Linked DNA regions of Mus musculus: all the other regions are linked to region 1. Evidence: chromatin contacts called from public Micro-C and promoter capture Hi-C data. All regions are on one chromosome and are shown on one strand. The core of a region is the stretch at or near the end of the contact, and the rest is flanking DNA. Distances in the headings are between cores, read along the strand shown. Region 1 holds the start of Bean1 (brain expressed, associated with Nedd4, 1). Region 2 holds the start of Nae1 (NEDD8 activating enzyme E1 subunit 1). Region 3 holds the start of Dync1li2 (dynein, cytoplasmic 1 light intermediate chain 2). Region 4 holds the start of Terb1 (telomere repeat binding bouquet formation protein 1).

Region 1 (7,168 bases), core at 22-2,521:
GTGGGCAGAGCTGTGGCCTCTAGTCCTAGCTCCCTGGTTTGGACCTATCCTGGTCTTTTGTTTGTCCACAAAATAAATGAAATGTCTGGGTTTGGACAACGGGCCCACCCAAGCCTTTTCTGACCTCGCTGCTCAAACGGCTCAAGCTTCCCCCCCCCCAACCCCCAAAACAGACCCAGTGAGCTGAGATCAACCCCTCTATGTGTTCAGAAGGGAAGCCAGTCAAGGATGCTGAGTCCCAAATGAACGGTTGCCCACAGAGGCTGGGAGGGGCTCTAACCCTGACTCTCCACACCTAGCAAAGCTGAGGTACAAAGCCTTCTGCTTTCTCCTGGAGGCTGTTTTGTCCCCACCTCCCAGTTGGCGCCTGCAGCTGGCTCAAGTCTCTTCCACAAGGTCCCCAGGGCTCCTCTGCTTCCCCAAGGTTTTTATCATCAACATGTTCAACTCTTTGTCATCATGTTTTATTTTCAAGAACTGCCTTCCAGCCAGTGGCAGGCGTCAGAGTTTCAGGTGTCCTTCCTTCTTCAAACCTCAGCTCCCTCATCAATAAAGTAAGGGCTTGGAGAGGGTTGGCAACAACTCAATTTATGGATTCCCTGGTCAGATTTACCAACTGTCACCCTGGACAGACCCCTGCAGTCTCACTAAGATGTATCAGCCCTGAGGGACTCTCCCTGATGAGTAAATGTTCCAAGTGATTCTACCAGTAACTGTAGAGCACACCAGCATATTTAAATGTGCGATAAGCAGAGACCTTGTAATAATAACAGGCCTAGGAATGGGCTGCGGCATGCCAGAGGCCGCAAAGTGGGGTGCATACAGGGAAGGAGCTGGAGCCCAGGTCCCTCCCCTGAGCCAGGCATCTTCCAAGGTAGGCTTGCATCTGCCAAGACTGAGCACCAGGACAGAGGGCATCAGGTGGGCAAGGGAAGAAGAAAATAAGCCTGCTGATAGCTCAAATTGAAGGCCTTGGTCAAGCCTACGTGAAGAGAATTCGAACAGCTGGGAACCAGTGGCCTTGACGGGCTCCTCTGCCCAAACCAAAGGCCAGCAGCAGCCTGTGTCCCTTCTGCTGCCTCTACCCTGCCTTCTGCCCTTAGCTCTTGCCTCTGTCCAACCTTTCTGGCTGTCCATCTCTGACATATGGTTGGTTCACCCTTCTCTGCACGTGTCTGTCTGTCCACCCTTCACAAGTCCTCCTGGTGTGCCGGCCTCCCTACATCCCTCGGCCTCCCCGCCGCCCTGCCCCGCCCGCCCGCCTGCCCGCTGCCCGACGCTGTGTGGGTGTCGGGCTGGCTGTGCGCAGAGGGGCGCGGCTCGCCGCTCCCACCTCCTCCGCGTCCCCATCTCAGCAATGACCCGGGCCGTGGCGCCACCGAGCTGAGACCGGGGAGCCGCGCCGCCGCCGAGGAGGGCCCAAGAGGGTGACGGTGGAACGAGCGGCGGCGCGGGGACCGCGACGGAGGGACGGGCGGGGCTGCTGTTCCTGCTGCAGGGCAGGGCAGGGCAGGGCAGGGCCCCGGAGACCGCCGGCGGCTGTTTGCCCGCGGATCGAGGGCGCGGGTCCGTTCTGCCCGGCCCCGCCGGTGCGCCCCGCCCCTGCACGCACAGCAGGCCCAGGCGAAGCGGCTGGGACGCCCCAGCCCAGCCGGAGCGCCACGGCATCCGAGCGGGAGCCGGAGCCCGAGCGGGACCGGAGCTGGAGCCGAAGCTGGAGCCGGCACTGCGGCGCACGGAGCGGAGCGCCGCAGCCAAGCCGAGTAAGGGGCGCGGGGCGCGGGGAGGGCCGCAGACGGGGGTACCGCTGCTTATGCACGCAGCTGGGGACGCGCTGGGCGGCGGGGGACGTGGTCCCGAGCGGAACCTCAGCGCGCGAGGAACTGAGCGGTTTGCCCGAGACTCCTGCGGTTCCTGATCCCGCATCCTCCCCACACCCGAGAGGGTCACCGGGACCCGCGAATCCCCGGGGAAACGCGAGGAATCCGAGGTCTGCCTGAGTCTCAGACGAGTATCCTCCCGGGATGCAAGCCCATGACAGGGTCCCCAGCCCTGTGCCCTCGGTTTGGAGGGTCGCTGACCAGTCCACTCAAGAAAAGATACTAGGGCACACTCTTGTCTGGGGTGAGAGGAGAGGGACTGGGGTTTTACAGAGTTTGAGCCTGAACCCTCTCCCACCACCTTAAGCCAGGAAGTTTGACAATTCAACGGCCCAGTCACTTGGACCATGCCTCATTTTGTCTTACCTAGGATAGAAAGAGCATCCTTGCCGCTCCCCCCACCTACCCTCTCCCTTCATAAGGAAGACTTTCCTGTGCAGTCCCTTGCAAAGGACCCGAAGCTGAATCCGAGGTGGCAGTTCCTCTGACTACGCAGCACTAAGTGGTACCTGCCACTCTCCCCTTCCCAAGCTCGGCAATGCCCACCCTTGCCCCCCCCCCCGCTTCCTCCTTTCCTGGTTGTCCTTCGGGCTCTGTAGTCTAGGGACAGGTGCGTAGTATCGACCCTGGGCTACGTTTCTCAGCCACCCCTGTGCCAGCATGGGCAGCCAAACCCAGCCTGGGAAGGGACGAGCACAAGTGACATACTAGAGAATCGGGGAACTCTAAGAGTCCAAGTGCACCTGAGGGCCAACAGACGGCCCTCTAGACTCTCCTCAGTGATAAGGACTGCTTACTAGATGACTTCACCACTGAGTGACTCAGTTTCCCTCTTTGAAACGTATGCATGATTCTGTTTAGTAGACTGTGCAGGGTCTTTGGAGCCATGAGACACTCTTTTAGCTGATTTCCCAGCTGTGTGACCTTAGGCAAGACACTTGACTTCTCTGAGCCTCAGTTTCCTTCACCTAAAAATGTATGGAAGATCGTTAGACGAGTCTTCTGCGGAACCTGACACACGTCTATCCATTGACTGCATTTGGCCACAGGTGTTTCCTGAGGCAAAGAGAGCTTGATGTGAGGCGACATGGTGCTCCCATCTTTCTCACCCTCTGCGTCGGCCTTTGGTTCCCTGTGAATCTCCTGACATCTCCTTGCAAAACAAGACTTTCCTTTAGCCTCTCCCTTTTTCGCAGGCGCGTGCTGACATCTTCTGCCCCACCCAAACCTTTCCTATGCTGCTGTCCAGGTTCAAGAGGCTCACTGACTAAAGGGGACACTCTACCTTTTTTTTTTTTTTGCCTTTGGCTGGCACTTGCCACCCCAGACTTGAGACCTCCTACATTGCGTTCATACTCTGTACAAAGGAATTTACACACTTCGATCTACTCTGGATTAGGTGAAGAGAGGATTGCTCGCTGTGGGTTGACTTGGGTGAGCCACAGGTGATGGTTGGTTGCAACAGGTATCAGGATGCTCAGCCGATGGGACAGTGAGGTTACCAGGAGCCGCAGAGGTGCCCACTGAGATTCCTTGCTGACTATCCAGGCCATTACTTTAGGTCACAGGACCCCATGATGAACCTAGTGAAGGAACCGGAGCTGGTGGCAGACAGCATGACTTGAACTTAAGAGCTAGCAGGTTTTTGGGGAAGGATCTTCCTGAGTCTGAGCAGTTGGGGCCTAGAGCAGCCCAGTTGCATGCCTAGGGCTTAGGAAAAAATATGAGCAGCACATATCCACAGAGCGGCACAGAGGTTGTAAGGAACCAGGAGCATTGATGGAAAGAAAACAGACGTCACTCCCATCACTCCTACCCAGAACTGGAATGAGATCAGGAAATGTGTCTACCTGTTGCTGGGCAGAATGGCTGCCTAGGGTTTCTTCCCTCCAGAAGTCCCTCTCTCCTTCTTTTGTAACCTACCCCCCCCCCATTCACTCACTAGGGTGCCCCATTCCCTGCATCTTCTATAATCCTCTCCGCTTCTCATCCCAGAGGAGTCCATCCGAAGCTAATTAGGCTCGTTCTGCCGCTCCGCTCAGTATTTGGAGCACAGCTGATAGGGAGGGTGATGGAGATGCAGGACAATCATGAGTCTTTGGCACCAACAGGCTGAGCACCCTCAGAGGACATCAGCGGCTCTTGAAAGCCTAGTGCCAAGCGTGAGGTAGGGAGCGGGAAGGTACCAATCTGTTCACAGCCTCTAAAAGGGAAACTGAGGCCAGGGAGGCTTGCCCCCCTGGGAAGTAAGCACAAGATAAGAGTTATGGCTGCCAGCACAGCCCTTGGGAGCTAGCAGCCAGGTTTATAGCATTTGATTCTGAGCAGGGGCCCCATTCCCCCCCCACCCCACCCCTTTGCAGCCTCAGTGTTGTCTTGAAAACGGGATGAATATTGATTGCACACCTGCCAGAATGGTCATGAAGACTAAAGAAATAGTGCATACAAGGCGTATGGTAGTGTCCAGTGGAGCTTGGCCAGGAGCCTTTGCCGTACCTGTGTTGTAAACACCCTCACACAGGAGTTTGTAAGCACAAGCACTTTTGCTTTGATCTAAGACATGAGCATTCTGGTGGAATGGGGGCGGTCAGGACCATCCTATAATCACCCCCACGGATGGTCACAATGCTGAAGCTCCTGAGGTTAAGGACTGAAGTCGGGTATAGAATAGGTAACATCACTGAGACTCATCCGTAATTTTACACGGGGTTTGTGAAATTGATAATTAGCACATTTTCACTTCAGCGGCATGCAATTAGTTATCAAGATTATTCCTCCATGGAGATATTAATGATTTTGTGTCTAAGAGCTGGAAATGAAGGTGCTAACGGTCTGTGGGCTATCACACTTTTAGACGCTCCTTTTTTTTTCTCCCTACTCAAACAATTATCAAACTCATTTAGTCAAATTGACTTAAAAGAGCAGTCTCCCACTCTTATCTACACCTCTTCAGTTTTCTCCGGAGCATTTATCACCTCCAACATCCATAGCCCTTTCTTTTCCATTACCCCCTCTCGGGAGTATCACTCACTGTGATGTCTCCCGAGACTAGAACGGCATTCTACGTTCAGTATGCTTTGCAAAATCATAAGATGTCTTGTCATGTCATACAGGAGGTCTGCTATTTTTATTATCCTTGCCAAGTGTGCAGATCGATTAAAAACAAAATATTATAGTATGGGAGATACTGGTCCCTCAAATATTTAGCAAATAAGACTTGCTTCGGGAGCTGAAGGAGATAGCTCAGTGGTTAGGGAGCTCCTGGTGCTGTTCTGCCGGAAGACGAACGAGTTTGGCTGACAGCACCGACCCTGGGTGGCTCACAGCCACCTGTAACTCCTGCTCCAGGGGATCCGATGCCCTCTTCTGACCCCCAAGGTACACACACATGCACATGTGAATACAAGTGCAAACACACACATGCACAAAGTAAAATAATAAGGAATTTTTTAAAAAAAGACTTGCATAAGTATCGTGGATAGCTTGAAGAATGTTAAGAGGAATGAAGATTAACGGGGTCTGGGGATGCGAGCTGTGATCCCAGCCACTCTGGAGGCTGAGGCAAGGGAATCACAGGTTCATGGCAACTCTGGGCTACAGAGTGAGTTCAGTGTCAGCCTGGGTTACTTAGTAACAAACATAAAAATGATGTTTAGAGTCCAGAGAGTGTGGAGGATGTAACTCAGGGCCTATATAAAAGACCACAGAAAAGGTTATTTATTTTTCAAGTATCTTAAGGAAACTTCTTATTTAGATGGGAAGTTAACTTTAAAAAAAAAAAAAGAAGAAGAAGAAAACCTTCTCAGTAACAAAAGTTCAAAGGCAGATTAGCTTTAGCTTCTCCCAAAGAGCTGACATTGATTTTTTTTCCTTCCAATTACTTTCTACCACAAAGGATTCTTTTCTGAATCTTCATTGTGATGATCTTTCAGATTATAAAAATCAATACATTTCACTGTAGAAATTTTTGGATATCATAAAAAATATATATAAATTCTTAATCCCTCCAGTATATTCTATTTCCATCCTAATCTTTTGCTGTGTGTGAGTGAATGTTTTCATTAGGACTTCTGTTCTACAAAATAAAGGCCGTGCACAGTTCTGTAACTTTTTTTTCCCCTAAAATACTCAAGATTCTTTTTCCATTTAACATTATACTGAGTGTCTATAAGTCATTAAGATTTTTGGAAAACATGATTTCATGCCTATGTAATATCCCACTATAAATGAGTACCATAGATTTCTCAGTCTCCTCTTACTGATGGTGGTGGCCACACTGGGATTATGTCATACTTCATTATCATAAATAATGCCTGCCAGGTCTCTTCTGGTGTTACCAAGTCCTGAGCCAGGCTTCTGTGTACTCCTGGTCAAGACGAGACCAGCTTGCAGATGGCCTAGCTCATGAAGTTGCCTAAGACATTAGACCTCTATGTTTTGTCCACAGCAGTGGGATTACGCCCTAAAGAGCAGTGGTTCTCAACCTCTGGGTTGTGACCCTTTGGGCAAACATCTGTCTACCAAAATATTTACATGACCACATTCATAACAGTAGCAAAATTACAGTTACAAAGTAGCAACGAAAATAACTTCATGGTTGGGGTCACCAGAACATGAGGAACTGTATTAAAGGGTCAAAGCACTGGAATGGTTGAGAAACACTGCTGTAGAGGGACGGTTCTGGTAAATTAGTGCAAGTAGAGACCCCCAAACCACCAGACAGATCTTGACCAGTCTAGTACAGCACACATAGGTCCTGCCAGTGAGCTTCAAGGTCTCTTACCCACCTCTGTGGTCACTCTCTTCTCCCAGTCGCCCTCACCCCAACTCCTGAGTGCATTCTCCTGATGTCAACCTCACTATAAATAGTGTGTGACTTAGCAGCACTTACCAAGGCACGGACCTGCCCATTGAGGAAGTCCCCGGTTGGGTCCCTTCCTGTGACAGAACAAAGTTCTGCTGGTGGCCTTAGACCTGCAGGGGCAAGGTGGATAGCACCCCCATTGCAAGAGCACTGCATCTAACCAAGTCCAGGAAAATTTCTCACTTCCTTCCTGCTCTGAGCGATCACATGCCCACCCACAGATCCAGGGAACAAAGCCCTGTGGGATGACATCATTCATTCATTCAGTAATCACTGTGTACTTCCTGTGGGCCAGGCAGGGTGCTAGGTTATCTATGTCCCTTACACCTACAGTCTGCAGTTCGGAGTGGACTCAGAACCGTGATCACCTCCCCTCTCAGTGGACTCAGAACCTCCCCTCTCCCACCCTCTATCTCAGATCCAA
Region 2 (7,097 bases), core at 3,342-5,841, 360 kb after region 1:
ACAGACATACTTGTTTCCAGCATCTTCTCCGCTGACCAGATTTCCATCAATAATTGTAAATGATCCAATACCTAGGGAGACAAAGTATAGTCACAGACATGTTTTAGGTTTTTTTTTTTCTTTGTTTGCTTGCTCTTATATTTACTGTTTGAATGTGAGCGCACATGTGCCATGCACACATGAGGAGGTCAGAGACCAACCAATACAGGCTGCACAGACCAAATTCAACTTGTCAGGCCTAACAGCAAGTAACCAGCCACTAAGCCACCCTGTCAGCCTAAGAAGATCTACCTCTGTATCAGAGACTAAAGAAGTCACCGAGAATGCAATCACAGGTGTCACCTTACCTGGCAGCACCAAGTTTTTAAGAATTTCAGTTCCTGTAGCCGTTGCATTTATTAAGCAAACATGAGCAGATTCCAAAGCTTCTTGTCCATGATCACCCCACAGCCTATAAAACAAAACAAAGATTGAACATTAAAAAGTTCACAAAGTATGACTTTCTTATTTGAATGGTGATATTTACAATATTCTTTCATAAAATAACATATACCAACCACAGCAAACACGTGGGAAAGGAGCTGATAATGTGTGGGTTACATGACAACATAACTGAAAACTTTGATAAACCATACTTTGCATGATATAATCAATATTATTACTAAGTTTTGCCTTTCTGATCTTTTCTGTTACTTCTTTCAAACCAGGTAATTTATAAAACAGAAAGTCTAGGTAGAGTCGTCAACATTCAAGAAATGTGTTAGCCAAGAAAGCACTTATCGTCTCAGCTATTCAGGAGGCCGACGCAGAAGAGTCTTTAGAAGCACGTTCAGGGTCAACCTGAGCAACAAAGAGAGGCCCTATCTCTTTAAAATACATACATACATAAATAAATAAATACATAAACAGATACGTGAATAAAGGAAGCTTCTTGCACTTAAAACATAGTCTGTTCTCAATCTCATTTCTTCAAGTGATGCAGATCCTATACATTTAAGGTCTTGACATAAGATATTTATTTCCCTGTAACATCACAAAAATAAGCAAAAATTTTATCAAGGAAACTTGCTTATTATCATCTGAAAAAGCTCACATTGAAGTACTTTAAAATATAATAACAGGTATTACTATTGCCCTTGGTTGCCTTCAAGACACTAAAGGTTAAGTCCCTATTGCTGAAGACACCATGCACTTCAGACACAAGATCTAGAGGACCTCAGCTGGGTTTGACCCGGAAGCCTTCTGCAGGAAGACCAGCTTTTGCTGTATACAAACTTTCAAGGGAGAGAAACCGTGGGTAGTTCTTCCAGCTGTAATGGCTATGAAACACAAAGGCTATGAAACCAGCATGGAGTGACAACGTGAGGGGCAATAGTGGCACTCTTATATTGGTGGTAACCAACAGCTAGCTCTCCAGTTGCACTTAAGGCTTGCTCAGCAGGAGAGAAATCATACCTGTTACTGGAAACCTAGCCAACGACCCAAGGCTAGAGGTGTCATGGATGTCAGAGAAGAACCTGTTGCCACCACTTTACTAAATCAGCTAATTCCTAACTGCATTCTAAAAATTTATTCTTTTTTTTTTTTTTTTTTTTTTTTTTTTGAGACAGGGTTTCTCTGTGTAGCTCTGGCAGTTCTGGAACTCACTCTGTAGACCAGGCTGGCCTCCAACTCAGAAATCCGCCTGCCTCTGCCTCTCTCTCTCTCTCTCTGCCTCTCTGCCTCTGCCTCCCAAGTGCCGGGATTAAAGGCATGTGCCACCACTGCCCACGTGTGTGTGTGTGTGTGTGTGTGTGTGTGTGTTTAACAGCAACAGAGAAAAAGAGGCCGAGATTTCAAAAAGGAACAAGGGGGTCCATGGGAGGGACTGGAAAGGGAAAAATGATATAATGTTTAACTGAATAAATACATACATACATACATATACATATATATATATATACACATACATACATATATACATACATATATATAATAGCCAGTGAACATTCTAATTTCTAATAGGATGACTAAGAGATGCACACATCAATAACACAGGGGTGTAATAAGAATTAGAAACACATATTATAACCTGATTGAGACTGGCATATCACTAACAAGACAAAGTTCATGACCACACATGTATCATGTTTTTTGGGCCAGGTTTGCCATCTTTATTCCCCCATTCCTTGACACACATATGTTATCTCCCCAAATCCCAACCAACCAACAATCTACTATTTTCTTTTCAGAATGGGAAATAATGGGGAAGCCCAAATTATTTGAAAATGCCATTGCCATACGGGTACTATCAGATGCCCGGGGACTTAAAAAAAAAAGACTTTGACACTCCTTCCATGTCACCAATATAAACAAAGCTTATCACAACAAACTGCACCACTTGATTTTCCATTTACTGAGCATCCAGTCTTCACTTTAAAGGGTCCCAGACCACACTGCTGGCACAGGGCTTTGCCTAGAGGAACTGATCACTCAAGGGCTGGCAAATGGAGAAACAAGCTTGGGAAAAAAATCAGAGAGACCAGAAAGACTTTTTCTCTTCCCAGGAAATGGGACACAGTCTTATCTGAGTACTAAGTGGTTGGACAGTTGAAGAATAAGCCTAAGAGTACATCTTCAAGATTCAGCAAGAAAATGTTCTTGCTGGCCTGAGAGGCGGGCCTTGGTCCCTGGCTATTACCTGCCGACCCAACTTTGTTTCTGCTTCCTTCTGACCTGCCTACAGCAAAAAGCAGTTCTTGTTTTGACAGATAAAATGCAGCCCTTTAAGGAATAACTCAGTAAGAATCCTCTTCCAGTCCCTAGGAACATTAAGTATCTTCTCAGCTTTGTTGCCTTCCCTTCTACCTCCACCCAAACACAGAACTACGAGTCCACAAGAACTCAGAGTAGTTACAAGGGCTCTGCTACCTTGTTTCTCTCTCTAGAAGCTTGGGACAAAGGATGAGTCTGAAAAAGCCAGGTGGCCCCAAGCTGGAAACATGTCTAACTCTGGGCAAATTAACCTAACTTTTACAAGACTTAGTTTCCCTATCCAGTATCAAAGACCGTCTGCCTTCAAGGATTCTCAGAACTAAGTACCTACGTCTCTGGGAGAGTAAGAGCTAGGTAGTCAATACAAAGAGAAACCTCCATCCTTAGGGACACAGGGTAAGTTCTCTTGAGATTAAGAGAGGCGAGGGGATGGCAACACTTTGATACACTTAGCTGACACAGAGTATACTCAATAAGAAAGGAAGAAGGTGGGAAGAGACAAGGAAGGAGAAATAGCTAAAGAATCCACCGGATGGTTTAGATGTGCCCTGTCCAAATGGTTTCTGAGTACTAGAAATGCAGCTGGCATGAATTAAGACATTTTTAAAATGTGTATGATACCTGATTTATAAGACTCTGTGAACAACAACAACAAAAATAGCTTGGTAATTTTAACAATAATTACGTTGAAATTGTAATGTTTTGGAATACTAGGTTAGATAAACACTGTCAAATTTGATTCTGGGATTGGGGAATGTAGCTCAATTTGGCAAGCAGGCATGATGTCCAGAGTTCCAGCCTCAATACTTCATAAACCGGGTGTAATAGTCCACACTTATAATCTCAGCTGTTGGGGAAAAAGAGGCAGAAGGATTGCATCAAGTCTGAGCGCAGTCTGCTCTACATTGCAAGTCCAGGCGGCCACTCAAAGGTAAAAGACAAAAAAAAAAAAAAAAAGGGGTGGGGTGGGGGAGCAAAAACTTATTTTTGAGTCTGGCTGGGCAGTGAGCATCTTCAATCTCAGCACTTGAGACCTGGGACGTAGGCGCTTGAGTTCAAGACTGGCCTACTTAAGACCATGTCTCTATATAAACGAGAGGGGTGGGGAGAACTAGTAGCAAAACTTATTTTCCTGTCTCTTTATTCTCCCGGTTCCCAAGGTCTTCCAATGGAGGCCAGGCTGGCTTTCAGTTTCCGATCCACCTGCCTCTGCTTCTCAAGTCCTTGGGATTACCATGTCTAGCTTCTTTTAACTTTATTTGAAAGGTGCCTACTGGAAAATGTGTAATTACGAACACGGTTTGCTCCGATAAAGCTAGCATGACGCATTTCTATTGGCCAGCGCGGGCGTAGACCAATACCTGCCGGGGCGCAGCGCTCGGCGGTCGGGCAGGATGGGGTGCTCCCACCCCCCTCGTTTAGCGAACGAGTAGGGAGGGCCTGCCGAGACTGTGCAGCCCAGTGGGTTGGCGGAGACACCGCGCACCGCAAACCGCGGACAGCCAGCCGTGCGGGAAGGGGCGAGCCGGCCTTCGCCGAACACTCGGGCCAGTGGCCGGATCCCAGAGCGCCGGCTCCCCACGCCCTGCACGGCCGGCCGCAGCCGCAGGCCCGTGGGAGGCCGGCCTACCCGGCCTAGGCACTTAGGCCCCGCGGGTGTCAGGAGAGCCCGCCAGCCTGGCCGGCTTGCTCACTCGTAAACCCCGGCTCACCTCAGCTGCCGGTCGTACTTTTGCTCCTTGAGTATCTTCCCTGGCTGCGCCATGGCCGCGCCTGGCCCGCGAACAGCAAAGCCGCCTAAGGAGGCCGCCACCCACTCGGCCTCACGCAGGCGCACTAAGCGCCCTCCTCCAGCGCGCAGCCAGTAGGGGGCGCCGACGCTGCACTGCGCACGCGTCACTGGGAAGCCGGGGGAAACCTGAGGTTGAGTTCCACAGAATGTTTCTCTCTCTCTACCTGCAGTAATTGTGGAGAACTCCGACTTTTAAATCGAGTGATAATCCTTATCACTGATAAACCTTAGTCCTCTTCTGGGTGAGTTCACCGTTCCTGAGACTCCTCCAAGAGGAACAATACACCAGCATACTTGTATATAGTATTCTATATAGAGAAGCTACCCTGATGGGTAGACAGAGGGGCCCCACCCCACGGCTTCCCTCCAAGAATTGTTCCCCGTGGTGACGCAAGGGAAAGGGGGTTTTGAACGAGATGAAACGGCATCAGGAGACAAATGAGAAGTGGACTTGGGGGACGGGAGGGTGTCTGAGAAGCAGCCAGAGTTGCCTGTGAAGCCCATGAACAAGGAGGAAATTAAAGCTATCATCGATTCATGTGACACAGGATGACTGTCCCTTGGTGGCCGATGCTAAGGAAGGAGCTTATGAGCAAGTTGAGGACAAGAGGGAAGAAGAGGCTTGCTGACAAGTAAGAATTGCTTTCCTCTATCCCAAATCCTAGAGGAGTCTCCAGATTCATGATTGCCAGATGCACTTGCACGTCCTGAGATTATTATCCCAGCACATGATGAGTGTACATCCACACATAAAATCCTTCCAGCCTTGTGGGGTGAGGGACCAAAGAGACGGCTCCATTTGACAGTAATATTGCAGTGCTAACAAATGCACTTCCCCTGGGCACAGTGTTAGGACACAAGGTGAGGGGACACCCTGCTGTGACCTCCCTCCCCCAACCCCTATGGAACCCAACTGATGGGAGAAAAGGGGCGTTAGGCGTTCCCAGCTCATTATGTGCTTGTGCATGTCTGTCAGTTGTCACATTCCCTCTCCAGTTAGACAGGTGAAACGTGAGCGATATAAAATACACCCAGGGAATGTGAGAAGGTCAAAAGTGAAAGTGAAAGTTCACTACATAGCCTTGCATACACCTTGGCCCCAGGAAAGGAAAGATGGACAAATGTAATTGGAAACAACAACATCAGGGGCCGAGGGTGCTGTACTGCCTGCGACTGTGTGATTTTGAGAAGCATTCAGTTGTTAGTAAGTGGACAAGGATACCTCAGAGCATGCACTTCTTACAACTTTTTAATGTTTATTGATTGGTGTGTGTGCAAGAATGCCATCATGCACTCGTGGAGGACAGAGGACCATTTGCAGAAGTCACTTCTCGTCCTCTTCAACACAGGTTCGAGGGATAAGCCCAAATCTTCCAGCTTGCTGAGCCATCTTGCCACCTCTCCTTTGAGGAAAACTTATTCTTAAATGTATGTGTGAGGTTGTGAAATATTCACTGTGGGAACTGAACTTGGATCCTCCGCAGAACAAGTGCTCTTAATTGCTGAGCCTTCTCCCCAGCCCTTTAAAAGAATGGGTGCAAAGGAAATGAAAGAAAAGGGGAAGAAAAATTAAAGAGGTTATCGCTGTAGTCACTTCGGTTAAAAGAATGAAGCAGGGGAGATGGAGAGATGGCTCAGCAGTTAGGAGCACTGACTGTTCTTCTAGAGGTCCTGAGTTCAATTCCCAGCAACCACGTGATGGTTTACAACCATCTGTCATGGGATCTGATGCCCTCTTCTGGTGTGTCTGAAGACAACTGCAGTGTATTCATATAAATAAATTTTAAAAAGAAATCTTTAAAAAAAAAAAAGAAAAGAGAAAAGAATGAAGCAGGGCCTTTGTAGGAGCAAGCTTTACCCCATGTGTGAGGGGATGGGGTCACAACGTGGGGTGGCAAAATGATTTTTAATTCCCTTTTGTAAGCAAAACTTTTATAGTGTTTTACAGAAAAGACGAGTATTTAAAGGGTTTGACATGCTCAACCTGCTTCACACAGAGAGAAGAAATAGGCTTGGATTGGGGGAGGTAAATAGCCCAATGTAAGAATTAGAAAAAAAAATACTCTGACATTTCTAGTCAGACCCAGTTCAAGTCTGTTATTTCATCCATCCTTACTGATCTCTATCCGGAGACATTGGATCTATAGTTTGGGGAGAAGCTGAGGACAGCCTGTAACCTACGAGAGACCAGCCTAGAGAGAAAAAAAAAAAAAAATATATATATATATATATATATATATATATATATATATATATATTGTGCTGTGTGACCTCCAGCCTTCCCTGGCTGCCCTTGTCACCTTTGCCTTTCTCAAAGGTACTCGTTGGCTGATTCGTGCCTCTCCCTAACCTCACAAGCAGCCTGAGGCAACAGCAGTCCATAATGTTTGAAGTCACATCCCTCACAACTGGCTCCCCGCTTAACATTTACAAAGTATTTGATAAATGTGTGTTGAACGAAAGGATAAAGGAAAAGACTCCCTCTGCATTTACTTACTTTTATTTATGTGTGTGCTGTCACCTGGGTACCAGAAGTCCTAGTTTACCATCT
Region 3 (6,611 bases), core at 1,771-4,270, 270 kb after region 1:
CGGCTTTTAGTTTATCTTCTTCAATTTAACAATAAGGAAGTAGGAGAACGTGTTATAAAAACGCCCTAACATCACGATCACTAGTATTTAAATGGACAAAAGCAAACAGGAAAAAATGAAAATGAGCCAATACACTTCATCTAAGACTCAGGCACCAATAACTATTCTACAGCTGAACCTGAAAAATTATAAAGGAGCATTACAGAGTAATATCTCTTGAGCGGTCAAGGCCAGCCTGGTCTAGGTAGTGAGTTCCAGGCCAGTCAGGGCCACTAGAGAACCTGTCTCAAAAAAACCAAAACAAAAAACAAATAAAAGTGACTAAAGTCTTGCAAATGACATACATTTCACCCACTGTCTTTGGGTGTACCAGAAAGCTGAGTGTGCCTGGACACGTAGGAGTCAGAGCCCTACATGTTACCTTCCGATGGAGTAATGGTCACTCACCGTCCCGGTCCTCATCATGAACGCTGAGGTAAAGATACTCTAAGCCTCTTCCTTTTTTGCCGTGTTCTGCTCCTTGGAGTTTGGTCATGAGAGTTGTCTTACCAGAACCATCTTCACCTACAAATGACATTTGCAAGAAGACAAAAGTATACCATGTATCGCTCTGCGCAAAGACAGCCAGTCATAACACCAACACAATAAGGAACAACCAGAAATCTCAAACATGCCTGTTAAGGTCTCTCTCACTCGCTCTCATCAACAAAGGAGACCTGCTTTTAAGAGTGACTGGCAGAGACAGCCAACCCAAGATGGCAAATGACCTTCTGCTGCAATTCTCTTCATTTCACAAGGGAAGGAACAGGGCAAACTCACCAGCTCTACCTACATCCCAGAGAAGTGAAAGTCAGAGAGATGAGGCTAGTTTCCCACAAAAATAAATCTTCGCCACAAGAACTCTTCAAAACACAACTAACCCCAAAAGTCTAGGAACACTAAAATAAAAACCTGGCTCTGCCTCAAGGCATGACGCTTATGTAATTTACACACATTTGATTTGTAGAACAACTTCACAAGCACCCTAAAGGCTTGGAAACGGGGGAGGGGGAGGGTTACCGACCTAGGTGAAGCTCCTAAGTACAGTCTCAGTAGCAAGTGCTTTCTCATCTCCCTAGGATTAGCTATAGCCACCCCCTCATCTAGATGCACTCTAAACCTGAACGAGAACCATTACCAAACATCTCTGGGCATCCTTGGATTCAACACTATGGAATCTGAGAACATAAGAAAGGAAAGGCAGTCCACGAGGATCTTCCTTCCTCCACAATGCTCACCCTTTTCACGAGGGCCACAATCCACCCGGGGCCTGGAAGAGCGCCTGTCAGCATGACCTCAGCTCCTGTTCATTCTGACCTAGCTGGCCCCAGGAAGCCTGAGTTATCTCCCTAAAGCACAGACCTGGCTATAACCTACCACCCTGGCCATTGGATGAGAGAAACACACGGACATCACCATGCAGTCATTTCCATAAGGCTTGGGGAAGGGTGGAAGAAGATAAAAATCTGAAAATCAGGAGTCTCCAGGAAAGCCGATTAGTCCTCCAGACTTTCATGATCTGACCTCATCTTTATCCTCTATTGCAAAAAAAAAAAAAAAAAAAAAAAAAAAGGCTTTTGACAGTGCCCAAACGATTCACCCTACTATCTTGATGTGCTTGCACCTAGGCAATTACCCTTCAAGATACCTGATTCCACAAGCGCTCTCTCAACACATCAAGCAGTGTGATGCGCCCACAGCAGTCTGCTCTTGACATGAGAGATGCGATGCAACCACGCACACATCTGCCTCGGCTCCACTGGGATTCTTTCAGGGTGTCTAAGACTGTCTGTACTGTCCCACTGCTCAGCCCTCATTTCCTACTCTACAAACAGCATTGCAGGTGAACGCATATAATCCCTTTCATTTGAAGGAGATAACTGAAGCCAGAGAGGTTAAATGACTGACTGGGCAACCCAGCAGTGAGGGCAGGATTTATGCAAGAAAGTTCCTGGGGCTGACTCCCAAGCTCTGCTGCCTGCCCATGAAGACTGAAGAAAAGACTTCGTCCATCTCCTCAGTTTCCCAGTCCAGGTCACCTACTTCCCTCATCTTCTCCATCCAGCCTGCACATCCTCTTTTTCCTTCCTCCACATCCTCAACTTGGTGAGCACAAGGCTAACCGATGAACCGAGTCAAGGCTGAAGAAGGCTCAGCCAAAAGACTGAAGGAATGTGCCCCAATGCCCCAAGCCCACATCACATCACTGGACTCCAAACGGAGCTGCATTCTAGGGGGTCAGTAGAGGTGTGGGCTTGGAGACTCAGCAGCTACCCTGCCAGAGTCCAGGGTGCCCTCCCAGGCAGGCAAGCGACAAGCAGGCGCTAAGGGTGGAGAAGCCTGGGAACCAGTGGGAGGGGCGCCGCCTGACCCACCCCTGCGCCCCAGGGCAGTACCCCGCTGCTCACCGAACACCAGAATGTTTTTGCCGGACGGCAGCTTGGACCTGGCACGGGTGGACACTTCGCTCAAGATCGAAGACCTGCGGCGACAATGACAAGAGTGGTCAGCGCGGGACCGCCTAGGACCGCTCGGCCCACGACTGCCCATCAATGTCTGCCCACGGTCCTGCCCGCTCCGGCCCGCTCCCGGTCCGGCCGCGCCATCTGCGGCTCTATACGCTCCTCACCATAGACTCTGGCCTTCCTCCTCTTCACTTGTCAGGTCGCCGGCGGCCGCCACTGCGGGCCCGTTGGGACCCAGCAGCAGCTTCTTCTCCACCCCCACCGGCGCCATCTTGCCAACTGCAGCCACAAAGAGGGCCCTCCCCCGGGCCCGCCGAGGACCCGCAAGGACCCCGGCCGGGCCGCGCTGCCCGCCCGCAACGCCGCAGAAGCTCCGTTATCCAGCGCGTCCCGACGGGCCCGCGGTGTCCTCGTGCGTCTGCGGGACGTGGGATCGCCGCAGCTAGGGACGTTGCTGGGTCAGGCAGCCAGCCGGACAGCCTTACGCGGGAGGTGGAGCCGCGGACGCCACCAGACCGAGAGCGCGCTGGCGACCCCTGCAGGGCAGCCTCTGATGCGGCAAGTCCAAGCTTTGGAATGAACTCAAGCTAGACAACCATATTTATAAAGCGATCTCATTGAATCTTGTTTAATTCTTAATAAGTGAGGTGAGGAAACTACAGCTCAGAAGTTTAAAAGAAAATGGGCCAAACATGAACGAAGATCCACAAAAAAATGACTGGACATAGATATTTGCATGTCCTGTCATACCAGCAATGGGCAGCTGGTGGGGGCGGGGAGGGGGGGAGGGGGAGGGATCAGAAGTCTTAGACTACTTGGTAAGTTTAAGTTGAGCATGAGCTATGTGAGAGCCTACTTCAAAAAAATTAATTTTAAAATGGTTGCACATGGTGTCACACGCCTTTAATCCCAGCATTCAGGAGGCAGAGGCGGGAGGAACTCTATACATTTGAAGCCATCCTGGTCTACATAGCAAGTTCGAGGGTAGCCAGGGCTACATAGTGAGACCCTGTGTGCCGGCTAGTTTTGTGTGTCAATTAGAGTCATCAGGGAAGAAGGAAGCTCAATTGAAGAAATGCCATTGTGGGTGGTGCCATGCCTGGGCTGGCTGAGCAAGCCAGTAAGCAGCACCCCTCCATGGCCTCTGCATCGGTTCCTGCCCCCAGGTTTTAGCCCTGCTTGAGACCCTGTCCTGACTTCCTCCAATGATGGATTATGATCTGGAAGGGTAAGATGAAATAAACTCTTTCCTTCCCAACTTGCTTTTGGTCATGGTATTTCATCACAGCACTAACCCTAAGATACCCTGTCTCAAAACAGCCCCAAGACCCAGTTCTAGAGGTGGTATCCTGCCACTTCCAGTCATTACTCTTTTAGTTTTACTTTTATTAAATGTGTATAGGTGCTTTGTCTGCTTGCATATCTGTCCACTATGTGTATGCAATGCCTGTGGAGGGCAGAAGAGAGTGTCTGAACCCCTTGTAACTGGGATTACAGATGGTTGTGAGCTGCCCTGTGGGTACTGGGAATTGAACCCAGGTCCTTTGGAAGAGTAGTTAATGCTCTTAACCGCTGAGCCATCTCTCCAGCCATGTTTCTTCAACTATTATATGGCTTAATTTTCAGGATGCTCATTGAAAGTTTATCACAAATCCTCAGAATGTTGTTTTTCATCTCCTCCTTTGTAGACTTTATTAAACTGTGAATGATTTTTACCACCACAGTTAACAATACTTTTGGCTTTGCTTTACCAATTTTATTGTTGTTGTTGTTGTTTGAGACAGGGTTTCTCTGTGTAGCCCTTGCTGTCTTCGAACTTACTCTGTAGGCCAGGCTGGCCTTGAACTCGGAGATCCACCTGCCTCTGCCTTTGGAGGGCTAGGAGTGCCCCCACTGCCCTGCAAGGTTTCTGTTTTTTTTGCTTTTTTAAATCCTATTTTTCAGAGAGTCAATATTTCACAGCAGAACAAGCAGCTGTGACTGCTTTTCTTGAGTGGAGAAGGTAGTGGGGAGACTGGATGTAAAAGGGGAGAAGTAATGGAGAAAAGAAAGACAGGTTTGTGCTGATCAGGGGTAACTTTAGGTATGGCCTTTTGCTGTTCTCTAAGGAAGCAGGGTAACTTTACAAGGTGTTGATAAATACCATAAGGAAATGTGATATGGCAGGAAAAGCAATCACTTAAGTAGGTTTCAGTTGAAAAATACAGTGATTCTGGTTCAGCTAAAAATTAGCAGCATAAATTAAAGGATGCAACAATGGGCATGTAGTTTGCCAACTTGAATGTAAACTGGAAAAAGGAAAATGGGAGGGAAGAGCAAGCAAGATTGGAAGTCATAACAGGACACTAGAGTTGAACACTCTGGGCCAGTGAGCTAAATCCCCACCAGGACCACCAGCCCAGGGATGGTAGCACCCACAATGGGCTGGGCTCTTCCCCATAGATCATTGAGAAAATGCCCTACAGCTGGATCTTATGGAGGTATTTCCTCTAGGGAGGCTCCTTCCTCTCTGATGACTCTAATTGAACACAAATTCTCTAATGTGACCTGTTCCAAAACGAGAAGATAGATAGCACCAGATACAAATGCATATAGTAGCTTTCTTTTCTTGCCAGAATATCAGGGGGGAGGATGGTGCAGACATAGGGAATGCAAATCTCAACAGAGAATTTGACAATTCATAACAAAAGAAGGTTAAAAATAAAGGCTGGGTGATAGCACTGATGCTTGTTAAAGCCACCCAGTGTGGTGGCACAAGTCTAAAACCTTAGCACTGGGGAGGCCGAGAGAGGGAGAGCTTGAATTCAAGGCCAGTCTGGTCTGCATGAGACCACGTCTGAACAAAGAGGAGGTTGGCCTGAGGTGGAGAGGAGGCTGGCCTGAGATGGAGAGGAGGGGCTACCAGAGATGCTAGAGCCTGTCACAGGCAATTCAGTTGCTATCTGTGACTCGAGGAGAGCGCACAGAAACAGCAGTGTTTCCAAAAATACTGGATGGCAAACAGCACAGACTAAATCTAACGAAATCAGAAACTTAACAGGCATTCTTAAAGTCCTATAGTAGGGTTTAACAACGAGACCATACCATGGGCTGGAGATACCACTCACTTGACAGAGTGTGGTGCACAGTTATGTTTCTAGCATCTCACAAACTGGGTGTGGTGGCAGAAACCTGTAATCCCAACACTTGTGAAGAAGCTAAGGCAGGGGGATAATGGTTCAAAACCAGCCTAGGTTACATAGTGAGAGACTGTCTCAAAAACAAAACTGAGGCTGGTGCTGTACTCAGTGGTGACTGGGAAACACAGTGTTCTAGAGCCAAGCCCCAGATCTGTATATGTATGCTATACACATAACAAATCAATAAGCAAAACCAGAGAAGGTCATTCTAAGCTATATACTGAGTGCAAGGTCAGCCTGAGCTACATAAGATTACAAACAAGCCCAACAGGACAGGACTTATTTCAAAATTACTCCAATTCTAATGTAAAAAGGTTTAACTATATTAATTATGATTGGAAAGTTGGTCCCATAGAATGTCAAAAAAACATCGAAATTAGGTTCATAAAATTTTGTCTAGCAGAGAACTGGAGTCCCTTCTCAGGCCATATATTATGAATAGACAATAACAGGCCCAGCAATGACTACACTCATCAGAGCAGTGACTACACTCATGCTTTGCATGAAGTAGTTATGACTCATTAGCATAAAGGGGAAAATGTGGAAGAACAGGAGGGAGAAGTGAGAGAGACACTGCAAAACACCTAAAGCAAAGGGCCAGTAAGATGGTGGCAAGTAAAGGCACTGAGTTCGAGTTCTAGGATCCTCGGAGCAGAAGGGGAAAAGTAATTTCTGCAAGTTTTCTCTGACTTTCACATGTGCCCTGTGGCACTCTTGTGCCCATGTACATAATCAATCAATACAGTGTAAAGAATAAATAAGTCAAGCAGCAAACACAGTAGGAAGAGGAGAATCTGATCACAGAACATCAGAGTGCTAATACAACTTCATAGGAGGAATTCCGGCAAGGCAGTGGTGACTCGTGCCTTGAATCCCAACACTGGGGATGTAGAGGTGGACCAATCTCTGTGAGTTCATGGCCACCCTG
Region 4 (6,835 bases), core at 3,440-5,939, 340 kb after region 1:
TGTAGCCTCTTTGGCCCTCATTATAAATCAGCTAGCCAGGCAGAAAACAAATTCATGGTTTAATGATGTCTGATCTGAGAGTTAATTAATAGTTGTTGAAACTAGAATAAAGGAACCTAGTTTTCCCTGGGCAGGCTAGTAATTAATTAAAGTGGCACTATGTGGCAAATCAATGCCAATGAAGCCATTGTACTGGCCAGTTTTGTGTCAACTTGACACAAGCTGGAGTTATCACAGAGAAAGGAGCCTCCCTTGAGGAAATGCCTCCATGAGATCCAGCTATAAGGCATTTTCTCAATTAGTGATCAAAGGGGTAGGGCCCCTTATGGGTGGTACCATCCCTGGGATGGTAGTTTGGGTTCTATAAGAAAGAAAGCTTAGCAAGCCAGGGGAAGCAAGCCAGTAAGTAACATCCCTCCATGGCCTCTGCATCAGCTCCTTCTTCCGGACCTGCTTGAGTTCCAGTCCTGACTTCCTTTGGTGATGAACAGCAATATGGAATTGTAAGCTGAATACACCCTTTCCTCCCCAACTTGCTTCTTGGTCATGATGTTTGTGCAGGAATAGAAACCCTGACTAAGACAGCCACTGTACCTTGTAAACTTACTGTTGTTGATGTAGTATGTAGTTCAATTGGTAAAGAGCTTGCCTAGCACCAACACAGCTCCAATTTCAATCTCTAGCATCATATAAACCAGGTATTACTGCAAATGCCTATAATCCCGGCACTGGGGACTTGGGACAGGAGGATCAGAAGTTTAAGGCCATCCTGTGCCTTAAACTTTCACACTCTATGTGAAAGCCTGACACAAAATAAAAAACCAATTTTGACAGTGTAGACAGACACAAACATATTCATCTGCATTTCTGACAGTACCCTTGCAATAGTGAGCCGCCATGTCTAGGGAAATCTTTTATATTCTGCCAATAAATCTACTATCATATGGATTTATTATTATTTCAAATAGAGTCTCACTATGTAGTCCTGGCTGGCCTAGAAATATGTAAACTAGGCAGGCCTTGTATTCAGAGATCTGCCTGTCTCTGCACTGTTAAGTGCTGGGATTAAAAGCATGAGCTATCATACCCAGCTCATGTGGCACTCTAAGTATCAGCATGACTTTCCCATAATTTCTGATGTCAGAAAGTATATTATAGGCACTGTGATGGCTTGTAAATGCTTGGCCCAGGGAGTGGCACTATTAGGAGGTGTGGCCTTGTTGGAGTAGATGTGTCACTGTGGGTGTAGGTTTTAATATCCTTATCCTAGCTGCCTGGAAGAGTTTTCTCCTGTTTGCCTTCAGAACAAGATGTAGAACCCTCAGCTCCTCTTGCACCATGCCTGCCTGGATGCTGCCATGTTCTCACTTTGATGATAATGGACTGAACCTCTGAACCTGTAAGCCAGTCCCAATTAAATGCTATCCTTATAAAAGTTGCCTTGGTCATGGTATCTGTTCACAGAAGTAAAACACTAAGGCAGGCACAAAGCAGGTGTTCACAATGTATGCTGTGGTATATTATTTTCCTTTAAGTTAATATATATCATCTTGCAAGGAAGCTCTTTTTTTTTTTTCCGAGACAGGGTTTCTCTGTGTAGCCCTGGCTGTCCTGGAACTCACTCTGTAGACCAGGCTAGCCTCGAACTCAGAAATCCACCTGCCTCTGCACCCCGAGTGCTGGGATTAAAGGCGTGCGCCATCACGCCCGGCAAGGAAGCTCATTAAGACCCAGGATGGTGGTGCATACCTTTAATCCCTGCATTAGGGAGGCAAAGGCAGAAGGACCTCTGGGAATTCAAAGCCAGCCTGGTCTACATAGTGAGTTTAAGGTCAGGCAAAACTACATTAAGAGACCCTATCTCCAACAAAACAAAACAAAACAAAACAAAACAAAACAAAACAAAACAAAACCAAACCAAGACAAGGCTCCTTAACAGTTAGGAAGTAGACCACTTAGAAGCTTAAGGAAGTCCCTGACGCTAATCTGACATGCTGGGCCCCTCCCTCCTCATATATAAGAGGTAAGGACTGCTGAGGAGTACTCTCAGACCAAAAGAATTGCTTCGAAAAGGCTCAGACCAACTAAACTGCCTGGAAAAGACAGAGAACAACTGAGCTGCCTGGAAGAGATACTTTCCAACCTTAACAGCTGCTTGCAGGTTGTGCTATGTGTTCCAGGTTCCCCGCTTTCATGAGCTGGGGTAGGCTTCTGATGATACAGCTGCCTGAGTCATTTCTGTTTCTGTAAATAACTCTTCATTCACATGCTTTGTATGTAGCTCCAGTAAGCTTACTGGCTTACCAAGTTGGATTTGGTGGTATCCTTACTTTGGTCTGTTGAAAAATCCCTATCTGGGGTAAGTAGATGTTTGTTCGTGTCCTCTCAGAATAATGTCAGAACATATGTAAGTTGATGAATGATTCTTTTGTTTTCTAGATGTTTGTGATATATGTATGTGTGTGTGTGTGTATATATATATATATATATATATATATATATCTCACAAACATACATGCATGAATATACCCACAATTATACAACTATAAAATACATAAAACTAATGTAACTACATGTTTCATGGATTCTCACCTTGTGTTTTCTTTGGCTTCTCACTTTCCATGCTTGTCTTTTTCCCTTATATTTCATCTATAAGATAGGGCATTTTTAGTTAGATCAGCTTCTAAGAAATATTCTGGCCCATATGCTTGTTTCAACAGCACATATACTAAAATAGGAATGCTACAGAGAAGATTAGCACAGCTCCTTCATAGGAATGAGACACAAATTCATGAAGCAGTCCACTTGTTTAAAAAAATTTAAGGAATGAAATATTCTGGGCATGACGGTGCATGTCTGTAATATTCAGGCAGGAAAGGGAGTGGAAGAAGAGTCCTGAGTTTGAAGCCATTCTGAGCTACATTTAAAGTTCCAGAAAAGAAAGGGCAAGGGGCCGGGGGGGGGGGGGGGGGAGCAGGAGCTAAAAAAAAACTCTCTCAAAACCAACAAGCAAACAAACAAAACCCCTCACAAACTCAAGAGGGACAATCCCTGGGATCTACATTGTAAGCAAAAACAGACTCTCATTGGTTAACTTCTAACCACACATGTGCTAACCCGTACATGCATGCACATACATGTACATTCACATACACACACAAATAGATGTCATTAAAATAAATAAATAAATGTCATTTTCAAAAGGTTAAATAATTATAAAATGTCCCAGCACTTGGGAGGCAGAGGCAGGCAGGATTTCTGAGTTCAAGGCCAGCCTGGTCTACAGAATGAGTTCCAGGACAGCCTGGGCTACACAGAAAAACCCTGTCTCAGAAAAAAAAAAAAAATTACAAAATGATACTTAAAAATATAAAAATATTTTATATAATATTATAAAAATAGCTCACTTCCCAAGTCAAAAGTATGTTCCCACTCAAGCAATTACGAAATGTTTTCAGTAGTTTTGTGGGTACAAATCATCACTAACAATGAGATTGTAAATTTTTTTTACCCTGATCTCACGGGGCGGGGGTAAGTTTTTACATAACAGGACACACCATCCTTAAAGGGTTTACTTAATTTACTCTCCAAACCAACAAGGTCAGGTGCAAACGTTACTAGGAAGACTATTAGAGAACATAAATAAGAAAACTAGTTGATTAGTGTTCTGCACACCTCTTTCATCCTGGGTATGGGACTCAAGGTAGAGTCTATCATTAAACACTAGGTCAGCCCCTGAAATTCGCTACTCTAAAATTGGTCACATCAAAAGCTTTGTGGGGGGAAAAATTCTACATATCTCCCTTCCCCCAAGAGAGACAAAAATATCTTCCTGGGTGGGGCTGGCAGAGATGAAAATCCTAGCATTCACTTCCACTTGTAAGTTGTCCGTCCGCCTTGGAATCCTACACTGTGGAAGGCACCCTCTAACGGGAGCAGAAAGGCAAGCACGTAACGTGCACTATCAACTTTTCTGCTCCGAGTGTGACATAAGCCATTCAGGTCCCAGGGAATAGAGGGTCCCAGGAACCAGTTGCTGTACTGGATGGATAGGATATGGGGCGCACACCCTCACGGCTCGCCCGGGATTCCCAGCCTCCGGGTCCACCGTCTTTCCGTGGGTTATGGCTCCCTCGCTCTCGCTCCAGGCTCCGGAGGCCTGGCTCACCTAAAGAGCTGGAAGAAGGAACGCCTGTGAGGAGGGCAGGCAGGCCCACGACTTTCCTCTACTGCTCTCCGCGGGGCACCATGCACGCCTCCCGAGCCCGGCTCCGGCGGACCTCCCAGGAGCAATCGCCCAGTTCCCAGCGTCAGCTGCTGCTGGGCACGCGCTCCCGTCCTCTTCCTCCCAAACCGAATCCCCCGTGGGGGCCGCCGCTTTCCCCGCCCCGGGATCCCGGGGAGCAGCCCGGACGCACACAGCCGCCCGACTGGGCAGATGGGGACGACCTTTTCCCCCTCACAGGTCGTGGGCCTGGCGCCAGCTCAGGGAAGCCCCTGCCCTCAGCTCAATCCACCTCCTCAGGTGAGCCAGGGAAGCGGGCCACGCCCGCCACCACAGCTCCGCCCCAGGAGCCGACCACCGGAAGGCGGGAAGCCGAGACCTTGGCCTCTCCACCCTGGAACCCAGAGCCCCTGTCAGGCCCACACCAGCTCGTCCCTGTGGCAGCCTAGACCACGACGCCTGACTGGGTTTCCCACGCCCGCGCGCCAGCCAGGCTCACATCCGCTGGGCGGGACTTCCGGCCGCACACCTGTCCCACTGGGCTTAGCCCTTCGCAGCTGTAGAGCCATCAGTGGGCAGAAGGTGATCAGTGCGGGATGCCAGGTTTTAGATGGGAGAAAGTGACATGATGAGGGTAATATAACTTAGTATTTAGGACTTGCGTCTCGGAAGGGTCTTTGCTCCCTCCTTGACCTTGCCTGACGCCAGGCTTTCTTTGGTTGCACTGGGCATTCCGTTGACTGGACACCCTCCCTGGGTGAACTCCAAAATCCTTAGTTTTTGGTTCTGGCCAAGCCAGCTTCTCATTGAGTAGACCCAAGAGCCCAGAGCTCTGAGTCTTAAATGTGTTCAAGGTGTGCCCTATAATTTAGTCCTGTCATACGTCCCAACAGAACTCTTCCCATGGGAGTGTTGGGAGATGGAAGTACTGTCAGAGGGCAGTTCCTGCTCTGACAAAGTCACTTGATGACACAGCCAAGCAAGAATGATACAGGTTTTCAAGAAATAAAATCCCTATGAGCCCCCTCCCTCGCCTCTTGTCAGCTATAACCCAGGTTCTCACATAGGAGACTGCCTTTGAGAACTGTTCTATAGCAGGCAATTTAGGGCCTTAGGATAACGAATCACACACACACATTCGGCCTCCCAGTTTGGATTTCTAGTTTGTTACTTTTCCTCACCTTCAGGAACTTTCCTTCCCATCTAACAAGCTGCTAAATGCTATTATTCCAATATATTATTCAATAAAAAGAAATTTAGGGATGGGGCAAGCCCATAAAATTCAATACACAGGTATAGTGACAAACCTTTAGGTATATATAATGAATGACGACAGCACAAGGGAATGGTTTTGTCCTGATAAAGCTCCGAAATGCTTCTTTAAAAGTTCTACTTTAAATAAGTAATGATCTTAAAATGTCCACAGCTAAAATCCACATCTTAAGTTCATTAAGATAATTAATTTTTTACTCTTGTTAGTGAAACAGACATATCTACGATATGTAACTGTAAAATAGCAATCCAGCATTAACTAACTATACAAAGAGCTGGCTTTTGTTCTGTTTTCTCCCCATTCTCCCCACCATTCCAGACAACAAGACTATATTACAAATGAGAAAAACTTTTATTAAGGAAACAATTTAACTTCCGTCCTTTAACAGATTTTTACAAACCAAAGCACAATATGAAGACAATTACAGTTCCAACCATTAACATATTACACATGGTGCTTATTCTACAACTGGAAAGTTGCAGAAGTTTGTGACATACCACTATAAATATAAGTATTATTAAAAATTACGAATTGTTTGGTGATTATTTTGATAACTTCTTGAGCAGCAGCTCCTGTTGGAAAAAGGAGAGAAGTAAATGTTTGAAAAGAATAAATTTTAAGAGTTAAGTAATATATACCAGACTGGGCCTGACGGTGCATGCTTTTAATCCCAGTACTAAGGAGACAAAGACTGGTGGATCTCTGTGAGTTCAAAGCCAGCCTGCTCAACATAGTGTGTTCTAGGCTGGCCAAGGATATACAGTGAAGACACTTGTCTCAAAAAAAAAAAAAAAAAGAGTTGGGTGTGGTGGTAACGGATGACTCTATTCATCAGACTGGGGATGTAGAGGCAAGATGATTATGAGCTCATGGCCAGTCTGAGTTACAAATGGAATTGGAGGTCAGCCTGGTGTATATGAGATCTATGCTATATAGAATACACCACAGATACAGATGAGTACAAAAGACAAAACAAACAAAAAACATAAAGCCAAGCTGTTTAAAATCCCAAACAAACATATTTTGAGTCATAACAAAATAAAAGATAATAATTATTATTATTCAGGGTCAAACCCACACTGAATACTACAGAGCTCCTGTAAGGTACTTGAAACACAAAGAGACAGTGAAATTCCACCAAGAAAAAAAGAATCTTTTCTAAACTGAGGCAGCTTCTTTCTACATACTGAGGCTGTGGACTTAAACCTGTACTATCACCAAATCTCTCAGGCACCATAGATGTAGCAGAGGTGCAAGAAACAAAAAGATCTGCTGCTTGCTACCTTGGGTCTTTCTGTTTAACAGCAAGAGAAAGGATAGCTTACAAATAAATACAG

The links. A called contact is a pair of places that touch in the nucleus more often than the background predicts. Capture Hi-C pulls out chosen DNA fragments and counts their contacts.
Region 2: a contact with region 1 is called in a promoter capture Hi-C map of adipose tissue. The contact joins the promoter of Nae1 here to the promoter of Bean1 in region 1. A contact is called at or near these places in 4 of 39 promoter capture datasets (the C10 cell line, cranial neural crest, frontonasal cranial neural crest and 1 more), 1 of 484 Hi-C or Micro-C datasets (embryonic stem cells), 2 of 115 datasets of contacts at active chromatin or transcription factors (bone marrow-derived macrophages and embryonic midbrain) and 3 of 9 other capture datasets (adipose tissue, embryonic stem cells and liver).
Region 3: a contact with region 1 is called in a Micro-C map of embryonic stem cells, with 3 times the contacts expected there. The contact joins the promoter of Dync1li2 here to the promoter of Bean1 in region 1. A contact is called at or near these places in 3 of 39 promoter capture datasets (embryonic stem cells, frontonasal cranial neural crest and pre-B cells), 1 of 484 Hi-C or Micro-C datasets (embryonic stem cells) and 3 of 9 other capture datasets (adipose tissue, embryonic stem cells and liver).
Region 4: a promoter capture Hi-C map of adipose tissue shows a contact between it and region 1. The contact joins the promoter of Terb1 here to the promoter of Bean1 in region 1. A contact is called at or near these places in 1 of 39 promoter capture datasets (neutrophils) and 2 of 9 other capture datasets (adipose tissue and liver).

The regions. Positions count from the first base shown.
Region 1 is chr8:104,169,242-104,176,409 of GRCm38.p6, forward strand. It overlaps Bean1 (brain expressed, associated with Nedd4, 1), which reads left to right and starts at 1,272. Exons shown (of 5, transcript NM_001141924.1): 1 at 1,272-1,763.
Region 2 is chr8:104,530,046-104,537,142 of GRCm38.p6, forward strand. It overlaps Nae1 (NEDD8 activating enzyme E1 subunit 1), which reads right to left and starts at 4,592. Exons shown (of 20, transcript NM_144931.3): 1 at 4,467-4,592; 2 at 348-451; 3 at 11-71. The coding sequence starts at 4,519. It also overlaps a transcript of Car7 not described here.
Region 3 is chr8:104,440,027-104,446,637 of GRCm38.p6, forward strand. It overlaps Dync1li2 (dynein, cytoplasmic 1 light intermediate chain 2), which reads right to left and starts at 3,021. Exons shown (of 13, transcript NM_001013380.2): 1 at 2,669-3,021; 2 at 2,448-2,521; 3 at 448-564. The coding sequence starts at 2,775.
Region 4 is chr8:104,505,198-104,512,032 of GRCm38.p6, forward strand. It overlaps Terb1 (telomere repeat binding bouquet formation protein 1), which reads right to left and starts at 4,690. Exons shown (of 20, transcript NM_180958.3): 1 at 4,605-4,690; 2 at 4,070-4,176; 3 at 2,593-2,649. The coding sequence starts at 2,623. It overlaps Nae1 (NEDD8 activating enzyme E1 subunit 1), which reads right to left. Exons shown (of 20, transcript NM_144931.3): 20 at 5,831-6,070. The coding sequence ends at 5,961. It overlaps Gm22148 (a small nuclear RNA gene), which reads left to right and starts at 2,705; the gene lies at 2,705-2,811.